2 separate regions of the Zea mays genome follow, and region 2 is linked to region 1. A link is a contact called in public Hi-C data. All regions are on one chromosome and are shown on one strand. Each heading gives the region's core, a stretch centred on a gene start, on an enhancer-like site or on the middle of the called end of the contact. The rest is flanking DNA. Distances are from core to core; before and after follow the strand shown.

Region 1 (5,115 bases), core at 1,945-4,444:
TTAATATAATTATGTCAAAATAAATGCTCTAATTAATATGTGTTTAGTGTAATTGCGATAACTTCTCGACCGTAGCTCTGACTGTCGCGTTTCTTTTCGTCGCGTGACCGTAGTAGCGAGCTCTATTTCGTATTGCATGTTTTTATTATATTTTTCTTTGAATGGTGTAATGTTCTTATGCATATATATATATATATATATATATATATATATATATATATATATATATATATATATATATATATATATATATATATATATATATATGTTTGTTTGTTTGTGCGTGTTCGTATTCGCCGTGTGTCACGAATAGATCGTGATATGTTCTCGAGCTTCGAGGAATCGACGATCAAGCTTTGGCGACAAAGTGAACAAGATCTTCAAGATCTATAAGGTTGAAGATACTGAGCATCTGTTTGGTGAAGGCAAATGTTCTCTGACCTATTTATATTCTATTCACATGATAATTCATTTTTCCTGTATTACATAATTAAAACATAAGGATTGACTTGCTTTCTATTTACCCTGTCCTTAATTACCTTTTGGGTTATTACGATTAGCTTTATGCTAGTGCTCTTTTTAATCAATGAACATGATGAGATACATTTATGATACTATGATTTTATTCTAAATATAATGTTGAACTTGTGGCATTTTAGGGGCCTCAGACTGTTTCCCGAGTACCTCTCCATAATGACCTATTTTTGAGAGACCAGCCGGGAAAACATTGCAACCACGAGGGTGGTATGGGACGCCCTTAACTGATTAATTGGAGGAACCTAGGGTGTAGTGCGCTTCGCCGTTGTGCCGTCAATGGAGGCTGGGCATAGTGCTTGCTCTGCTAAGGGTGTGTGCCGGTTTTGTTAGTCACCCATCTTAGAGAGGAGACTATGTTTGTACAACTGGCAAAACCTAACGGGCGACTACACACAAGGAGAATCTTTGTAAAGGCTACGTAGTGAAACCTTGCCGACTCACCTTGGAAGTGTTTGAGGGTTTGATCGACCCGAGGCAAAAAGGAAATCACGGCTCATAGGTAAAGTGTGCGACCTCTGTAGAGGAATGAAATTGATATATCAGCCATGCTCATGGTTAAGATCAGCATTGGGATTCTCTTTGATTAGAGATACAAATGACCTGAGATGCAATGATTATGGATGATGATGATGGTTCTATTAATGATGTTTATAACTATGGATTCTTGTATTTCCTCTATGAGGAGGTGCTCTTTGGGATAATAACTTGGGACTGATGATAAAACTTGGCTTATATTAATGAATAAAACTTGACAAAGTAAAAGCAACCTGCTTTGAGCCTAACTCCACACAAAGCTAGTCCACCTCAGCTAAACGACACATTTGCTGAGTACGTTGATATGTACTCACACTTGCTTTCACAAAACACCAGGTTGCTTTTGGTGCAATCTATGCTCAGGTAAATTAGAAGAAAAAGGTGCCGAGGCGGATCTCCAGGAGTTTCAGGACTTCGACGAGTTCGAGAATTATGCTAGCGACCTCCTCCAGTCAGATGTCTCCGGTTTATTTACGTTGGCTACGTTTCTATTCTGTGTATGTTGATTTATATTATGTAAATGACTCTAGTCTGTAATATTATTACTTACTCTTTATTGTTATTCGAAGCATTGTGCTATGGTGAGTCATTTATGTTATCGTTGTGTACGCGAGTTCTGATTCTGACACATACATGGTTTGCATTCGATTTGCCTCCAAAACCGGGTGTGACAACGTGACCAAAACTTACACGGTGTATGGGTACCACCACCCGGTCTAATACCACCATCGATCATGTATTGATATAGACAACCACCTCCTCCACTCGCATATGCATACTTGCATCTAGCACCCGTTTTGACATATGGACAACCATTTTTTGTGTCACAAACTTGGATCCATATGCTTCTAAAGCCTTCAGGTGTGTTATTTTTCCTTCATCATTAAATATTTGTTTATTGTTCATATTATCTATCTAATTTTATTTTATAACTGTATAGGAATATGTACATTGAGTGGGCTCACACCTAGATGCTTCGAACATGCATGAATATTATGACTACAGCTGAATATGTTGATACATTACCATTTGGCTATTGCTTTGCATTGCAATTTGTGTTATTGAGCAATCTATGTTATGGAAAACTTTATATGTACTTGTATGACATAACTGAAACCCTCTATTGATGTGTGTTGCATTCAATTTGTGGTTTTCTATTTGCAGATGTAAGTTTTATGTGTTTTTGTGTATTGAATTATTTGTGAATATATTAGTATTCATTCTTCGACGTGATTTTAATAAAATACTGATAAATTCTACCATTTTTTCTAACTAAACTGCGTTTGCCGGTCAAAAATCACCGAAATTCGGTCTTCCAAATTTGAGAACGTACACGAGAAATGCGAAATTCAATTATTTACCGTTTTTGGCTGCAGACAAAAACGAATGAAAAACGGGACCATTAATCCTGCTAGGGACACAGAGATTCTTTATCTGTCATCCACGGGAGACGGCGAGACGCGCGTCCAGAAGAAGCGTCAGCGGCGCCTCCGAACGCCCGCTTCCCATCCTCGGTCTCGAGCTCTCGGCAGTCTCTTTTTACCAGCTGTCGACCGGCCTGCAGCTCTCTGACAACGTGGGTTAACTGTCCCATTCCGTACCAGTTAGAACCGTGTGCGTTTTAGAATACGCGGTCACCTCCGCTTCCTCCGTCCCGTCATCGCCACGCAAACACATGTCTTTCCCTCCCAACACTCACAGACGTGCAGGCCCCACTCCGGCCACCCAACCCACCTTCTCCGACCGCCCCGTTCCTTCCGGTTCGTTTCGTCGACTAATCTCCAAACATTTTTTTCCTCTTCACAACTCGGCAACTGCTGACTGCCCCGCACTCATTTGCTCTCCACCCCTACCGCCTGCCTCAGATCTCGATGCGGCGCAAGCTTCCCGGAGACGCGCCGCTGTCGGCGGCGAGGGCCGGTCATGCTTCGTCCGCATCCGCGCCGTCCGAGGCGGACCTGGCTCAGCTCTCCGCGGCCATCGCAGCCGGGGAGGACCTGGGCCCCTTCGTGCGCCGGGCCTTCGCGTGCGGCCGCCCCGAGCCGCTGCTCGCCTCGCTCCGCGGCGCGGCGCGGGACCGAGAGGCCGAGATCGAGGAGCTCTGCCGCGCACACTTCCACGATTTCATCCGCGCCGTCGACGACCTTCGGTCCCTCCTGGCCGACGCCGATGCGCTCAAGGGCTCCCTCTCGGCGTCCCACTCCGTGCTTCTCTCCTCGGCGGCCCCGCTGCTCGCCTCGCTTGAGTCCTTCCTCGCTGCGCGCTTGCTCGCGGGGAACCTCTCCTCCGCGCTAGCCTCCTCCCGACGGTGCGTACGGCTGCTCGCGCTCGCGGCGCGGGCGAACGCGCACCTCCAGGCCGGCAACCATGGGCTCTACCTCGCCCTGCGCGCCGTCGACGCCATCGACCGTGATCTCGCCTCGGGATCCGAGCTGCTGCCGCTACCCGCGCTCCGCCGCATGCTTCTCAGCGTCGTCCCTGCGGTGCGCGCGCATGCCGAGCGCGAGATCTCCAGGGAGTTTTCCGACTGGATGGTTAGCATCCGCGCTGCTTCGAGGCACCTCGGTCAGGTGGCCATCGGCCGCTCGGCTGCCGCCAGGCAGCGCCAGGAGGAGCTCCGCTCCAAGCACCGCCCGCTGGAGGGCTGCATCACCTTGGATGACGATGGAGTTGGTGACCTCGATGATTTTGCGGCAGCCGCGGCAACTGCTGACGCGGCAGATGGTGCTGCTGCAGCCTCTTTTGACCTTACGCCGCTCTATCGAGCGATGCATATACACCAGACGCTGGCGCTGGGTGAGCGGTTCAAGAAGTACTACCTGGAAAACAGGAAGCTGCAGCTGACATCGGACTTCGATGTCATTGCGGCGACGCCATTCCTAGAGTCCCACCAGGTGTTTTTCTCGCAGATTGCTGGGTTTTTTATTGTTGAGGACCGGGTGTTTAGAACAGGGGGTGGGCTTACATCTCGGCCAGATGTAGATGCACTTTGGGATGCTGCTGTGGGGAAGATGGTCTCTGTGATGGAAGACAACTTCTCCAGGATGCAGACAGCAAATCACTTGCTTCTCATCACTGATTATGCTGCTTTGCTTTCGGCCACAATGCGGCGGTACGGTTATCCAGTAGGAATGCTGCTCGATGTGCTGGCTAAGCACAGAGACAAGTACCATGATTTGCTGCTTGCAGATTGCCGTAGGCAGGTGGCAGAGGCACTGGCTGCAGATAAGTTTGATCAGATGCTCATGAGAAAGGAGTATGAATACTCAATGAATGTCCTTGCATTTGGAATTCAGAGCTCAGACATCACCCCAGCTTTCCCATACGTTGCACCGTTCTCCTGCACTGTCCCAGATATTTGCCGTATTGTTCGCTCATTCATTGAAGATTCTGTGAGCTTCATGGCACAAGGGGGTGGTGGGGATACTTATGCAGCAGTGAAGAAGTACCTTGGCCGTATCCTTTCTGAGGTGGTGGATGCTTCCATTCAAAAACTTGTTGATTCAGGCAGTGGTCTAAGTGTGTCCCAGGCAATGCAGGTCGCTGCTAACATGTCTGTGATGGAGCGGGCATGTGAGTTCTTCACACGCCATGCTGCACAACTGTGTGGTGTGCCACTGCGTGCTGTGGACCGTGGTCGGCGGGACTTCCCACTTCGCAGGTCACGTGATGCTGCGGAGGCGCTCCTGCTGCGGCTCCTATGTGCTAAGGTTGATGAGTTCATGCGGCAATCTGATGGTGTTAACTGGATGGCTGATGACGCTCCTCCTGGCGGCAATGAGTATGCCAACGAGGTCATCATCTACCTTGAGACGCTCACATCAACTGCACAGCAGATCCTTCCCCTTCCCGTGCTCCGCCGTGTACTTGTGGCAGTGCTTGCCCACATCTCTGAAAGGATCATTGAGCTCTTCTTGAACGATTCAGTGAAGCGGTTCAATGCCAATGCGGTCACTGGAATAGATACTGATCTCAAAATGTTTGAGACGTTTGCAGAGGGCATGTCTAGCCTGTTCGTGGACTCAGGTCAAGAATCTGCAAAAA
Region 2 (5,115 bases), core at 1,106-3,605, 580 kb before region 1:
AAGTTGAAATGGGCTTCATACTTCTCTCCCAGGGCAGCACATCTGTGTCCCATAGACTTTAAATAGAGATCAACAAGATGACTTGGGGTACGATATTTCTTTATGATGTGGTTAAAGCAACCACATTTCTGACAATGTTGTTTGTCAGTCCTTTGTTTGGAAATGTTCTTACCCTTGTTGGGAACACATTGCATTTGCTTCTTGTTGTGTCTGTGTTTGTTTTTACCACAAGAGTTTCTTTGATAGTTCTTAGTGTGAACATCATTTTTGGGTTTATGTTGAGTATTGGCATGTACTTCGGGCAATGGGGCAGAGCCAAGAGGGCGCTGTTGATTATTCCACAACATGAGTTCACGATGTATTTCAGCCTGAAGTAATGTTTGAATAAGTTCAACATAAACCGTGAAATGTCTCTCACGGTATTGTTGTTGAAGGATTCTTTTAGCGGGAAGCATAGTAGACAGAGTCTTTTCAATTTTATCTGCATCTGAAAGTGCCTTTTCACAGATTTGCATCTTAGTGCTGAACCTATGTACAACATGGTTGTTGTCACCAACAGTTTTGAAATCCTAAAGGCAAAGCTGGGCCCATTCATAATTGGCCTCGAGCAAGATAATTGCCTTTTGCTGTTCATAGCGTTGCTTGAGTGCAAGCCATAGTCCACGTGGATTTTCTTCCAACATGTATTCAGACTTAAGGTGTGGATGTATGTGTTGCCTTATGATGTATAAAGCAGCATACTTATGTTGATCATCTATTGGTGGAGCATTATCTTATTGTTCAAGAAGTGCATTATAAAGTCCACGGGTTGTAAGACTAACTTTTGTGTCCATAGCCCATGTGGGATAGTTGTATCCATCAAGAGCGAGTAATTCAAACTCTTTATTGGCCATTGTTCCTACATGGGGCAACCAAATCATATGGTGTTGTATAAGATGTAAAATAATACATAAGCAAGTAAATTCTTGTATCACCACTGTAAATCTCAAAATTTGTCTTAAGATTGTAGGAGATAATCACCAAAAAATGGTGTAGATCTCTGATGGGGCATTTGATGCCACTTGTTATATAACGTTGTATGAACACATTTAGGTCATCACTTGTAAAGTGTATACCTTCTTTAATTCATTATTCTCATTGGGTACGCACGTTGAGGATTAAAATCCTGTAGTAGTAACTATGCTACTACCTTGTTTATGGCCAATAGAGATCATGAATTATGGTAGTTAGCTTTAAGAAGATGTAGACCATTGTTCTAAATGATTTTTTACATTGGGTACGCACGTTGAGGATTAAAATCCCACAGTAGTAACTATGGTTCTACCTTGTGTATGGCCAATATTCAAGAATTTATGAACATTGTATTATACAAATTGAGATAAACACATTGATGATTTTTGCACTTAAACATATTAAGTATTTACACAAGTAAAATATCAGTGGCATAATCATTGATAAAGTCATGGTATTTATACAATGAAATGCTCACAAACAGCGAAATACTATTATAAACCAGCACTAAATTACATGGAGACTGAAAGGTTTTCTTGCGAATTTAGAACTGAACTTTAAAAATATAAAGGTAAATGTGTATGGGAGTGCTAGATGGGCCAACTTGTAGGTCAGCCCATTGGCGCAGGGGGAGGCGGACATTGGGCCTAGGGACCGACCCAACTATGGCGTAGTAAGGAGGGGGAGGGTAGACGGTGCTGGGCCTTGCAGGCCGACCCAACAGAGGTGCATGGCCTATTTGAGGCGCGACAGGGAAACCCTAATCGCCCTACAGCTGCCGGCGCCCTGTAACCGCCGCCGCCAATGGACGCCACCCGCCGTCGCCGCTGTTGCCGTGGAGATCCATCCATTGCCGTAGTCGATGTGGCCGCGCCAGCCGAGGGTGCACCGGCCGAGGGCGCGCCGGCCAAGAGCATCCTAGCCATGGTGGCGAACTAGGGCGCGCCGACCAAGGGTGCATCGGCCGAGGGCGCACCAGCCACGTGCGCGTCAGCAGAGGGCGCGCCGGCTGAGAGCGTCCTAGCCTTGGGCGCTCCGGTCGAGGCCCCCACGGGCACTGCCGACCCCTTGCCCCTTCTCCTGGTTTAATTCCAAGGGGTATCCCCCTTGCCAGGGGAGAAGAAGGCGCCTCCTCCACTATTAGCGTTGAGGGTGCCTACGCTCGGGAGGAAGGTGAAGGCCGGATTCCATGGAGTCCGAGCCGGTACCGGTGAAGCCGGCGTTGGTGTTGGAAGACCGGTGTCTTCGTCGATGAAGTATGGTGGCCATCCACAGCGAGCAGCGCGTTTGCTGTCGGGGTTGATGAGGATGCTGACCCCCCGGAGTAGTAACCATGTCATCCTCTGCCGGCATTCCATTCGTAGGGATGGGATGGTGGTCGTAGAGGCATGGAGCTCTAGTTCGCGCCGCCATGGTGTAACACCTCAAAACCATCAACTTAAAATAATGCATTTAAATATTAGTGGTAATTATAGTAAAGAATTTTTCTTTCAAGTGTTTGATTTTTACCTTTAGAATAAAATTTTGTTTGCTCATACTTGTTTGATGGTTGTTTTTTGGAATTTCTTTTAAATTGAAAACCCAATTAATTAATATGAGAACTTTGCTAAAAAATAAATTCTTTAATGATAAATAATGTTGGAATAATTATTCTGAATATTTAGAGATATCTAAAAATATATTTATGCCTATTTTTGTATTGGGAGATAAGGATAAAAAATAAAAACCCTAACCTAACTAACCGTGTGGCCTAGCCCACTCGTCGTCGCGCCCTGGTGCTGCGCGCCCCCCTCTCACCTCTAGGTGGGCCCAGCGCGACGCACTATTCATCTTCCTCGTGAAGACGTGCCTAGCCGCACCCGCGATCGCGCGCACCCGGCCGCCATCACGGCCACTCGGTCTTTCGCACCAAAAATCGCCGCCGTTTCCACTTCTCCTCTCCTCTTCCCCCACGTTCCCTCTCCAATCAATGGAAAGAAAACCGCCGCCATTGATGGCTGGCCATCTCTCACCCCGACTCCCCTTCTCTTCCCCTCTCTCTATAAATAGTATCGGCCGGAGCTCCCTCTCCCTTGCCGAGCTCGCCCCTCTCTTCCTCCTCGTGCTCTTTGTCCTCGCTCCCGCGCCGTGCGCTCACACCGTCGAGCTTTGCCGTGCTGTGCCCAGCCCGGTCCCGGCTCTACCAACCGAACCATGCTAGAGTCGCGCCCACACCGTCGAGCTCCGCCGTTTACCGTCGACGATCCGTTCCACTCTCCTGCTCGCCGAACACCCCCTCGCCGAACCCCTCCTCTTCGCATGAGCACGAGCCCAAGGTAGAAGAAAGTCGTTTTGCATTTTGGCCCTTCGGTTTTCTGTAAATTATTCCTGCATTTTCTGCAGTATAAATGTATTAAAAAGAAGTCCTAAAATCCTACGTGCTACTCCCCAAAGTATACGCTTAATTGTGAATAAACCCTGGCAGCAATAATATGGATGTGGATATTATTTTTATATTTCGAAAATAAATAATGTTACGATTCATTAACTTTGTACTAGAAGCGTTTACAATTAACTTCTCATTTTAGCGCATAAAACAATATTATGTTAGTAGTTGTTTAAGTATAATTGTACTGATATAAGAAATTGAAAGAGGTACTAGGCCACATCTTTTTAGTCAAGCTAAAATATAGATTTTTACTAATCATGATATAAGTATTCATACGCATATCGCTTATTCACTAAGAATAGGTAGAATATCTATTTATATCAAAATAATCATGATTATGTTACTTAAGTCCAAAATTAGTAGTTTACATTAAGTTATTAGAATATTAAAGTTATGAGATTTATAAATAACATTTTAAAGATACGTATAATTTCTATTTAGAAAAGAAAGGATAAAACCAAAAGAATATTATTGGTCATAAAGAAAATGATTAATTAGCTATTTATTTCTGTAGAATTTGTTAAGTCATTTCATCTAAACTATGCTAGGTAAAATACTTTCATAGTCACATGCCCATATAATTTTCACCAATGATAATTCAAATGGAAATTTGAGAGGATTAATAAAATAGTTATGATTTAGGCATTATTTATGAGTATAGTTGCGTGGTATGTGATTGTTCATGTAATGGTGAATGTTACCCATGTAATGGTGTATGTTTATTTATTTGGTGTATGTTTTCTTTTGTATGTACGATATGCAAATCGATATTAGAAGCTGACTATGTGGTAGACGAACCGAATACGTTTGAGGACGACCCGCAGGACACCTTTGAGCAAAGCAAGTGGATTCTCCCACTGCATTTGTATTTGTACCAAAGTAATGCATATAATAATGTTTACTTTTTGGATATTTGCATAATTTGTTGAGATTTGCCTAAATAGGATTTCCTAGAAATACCAACATTATTCCTTGATTACCCCGGGATAAATGCTATGCTTAGGGCTAGTTTGGGAACTCTATTTTCCCAACGGATTCCTATTTTTCCTTGGGAAAATAGGAATCCCTTGGGAAAATGGGGCTTCCAAACTAGCCCTTAGCAATTTTTGATACTGCTCAACTTGATAATTATGATGTCACTCTTTAATGATACTATTGTTTCGGAAATAAAATTTGTATTATTATGTTAACCCGATGGTTAAACAAGATCATTTTGTATTAAATGGAACATGGAGCGACAACCCAGGATAACAGTGCAACCACAAGTGCTATCATGGCTCTAGCTTTTGTAATTAGCTTAGTACTTGGCAACCTTTCCTAAAATATGGGCAAGAGGGGGAGCGGTTGATGGTGGCAGTTCATGTTAACATGGTGACATAGTCTTAGCTAAGCTGCCTCGCCCAGAGGGCCTCCACATCGATTTGGAAACCTTAGTAGGTTGTTTTGTACTGAGTGTATTTTGTGAAAGCGTCATAATGGATCCCTAGGCATTCACCTCGGCAGTGTTTAAGGGTCCGTACAACCCAGGTTAGATGGGATACATGGCTTGTGGGTAAAGTTGTACCACCTCTGCAGAGTGTAAAACTGATATGTCAGTCGTGCTCACGATTAAGAGCAACCTGGACCCTCACATGATAAGTGAAAATAAATCGTGATCCAATGATCCATAAATGATT

Evidence for each region. A called contact is a pair of places that touch in the nucleus more often than the background predicts.
Region 2: a contact with region 1 is called in a Hi-C map of ear, with 2.8 times the contacts expected there. The contact joins the promoter of LOC100382396 here to the promoter of LOC100194150 in region 1. A contact is called at or near these places in 5 of 25 Hi-C or Micro-C datasets (ear, leaf and tassel).

Annotation. Positions count from the first base shown.
Region 1 is chr8:44,428,968-44,434,082 of Zm-B73-REFERENCE-NAM-5.0, reverse strand. It overlaps LOC100194150, which reads left to right and starts at 3,194. Exons shown (of 4, transcript NR_159689.1): 1 at 3,194-5,115.
Region 2 is chr8:45,006,513-45,011,627 of Zm-B73-REFERENCE-NAM-5.0, reverse strand. LOC100382396 reads right to left here and starts at 2,355. Exons shown (of 1, transcript NM_001175141.1): 1 at 1,426-2,355. The coding sequence starts at 1,937. The coding sequence ends at 1,659.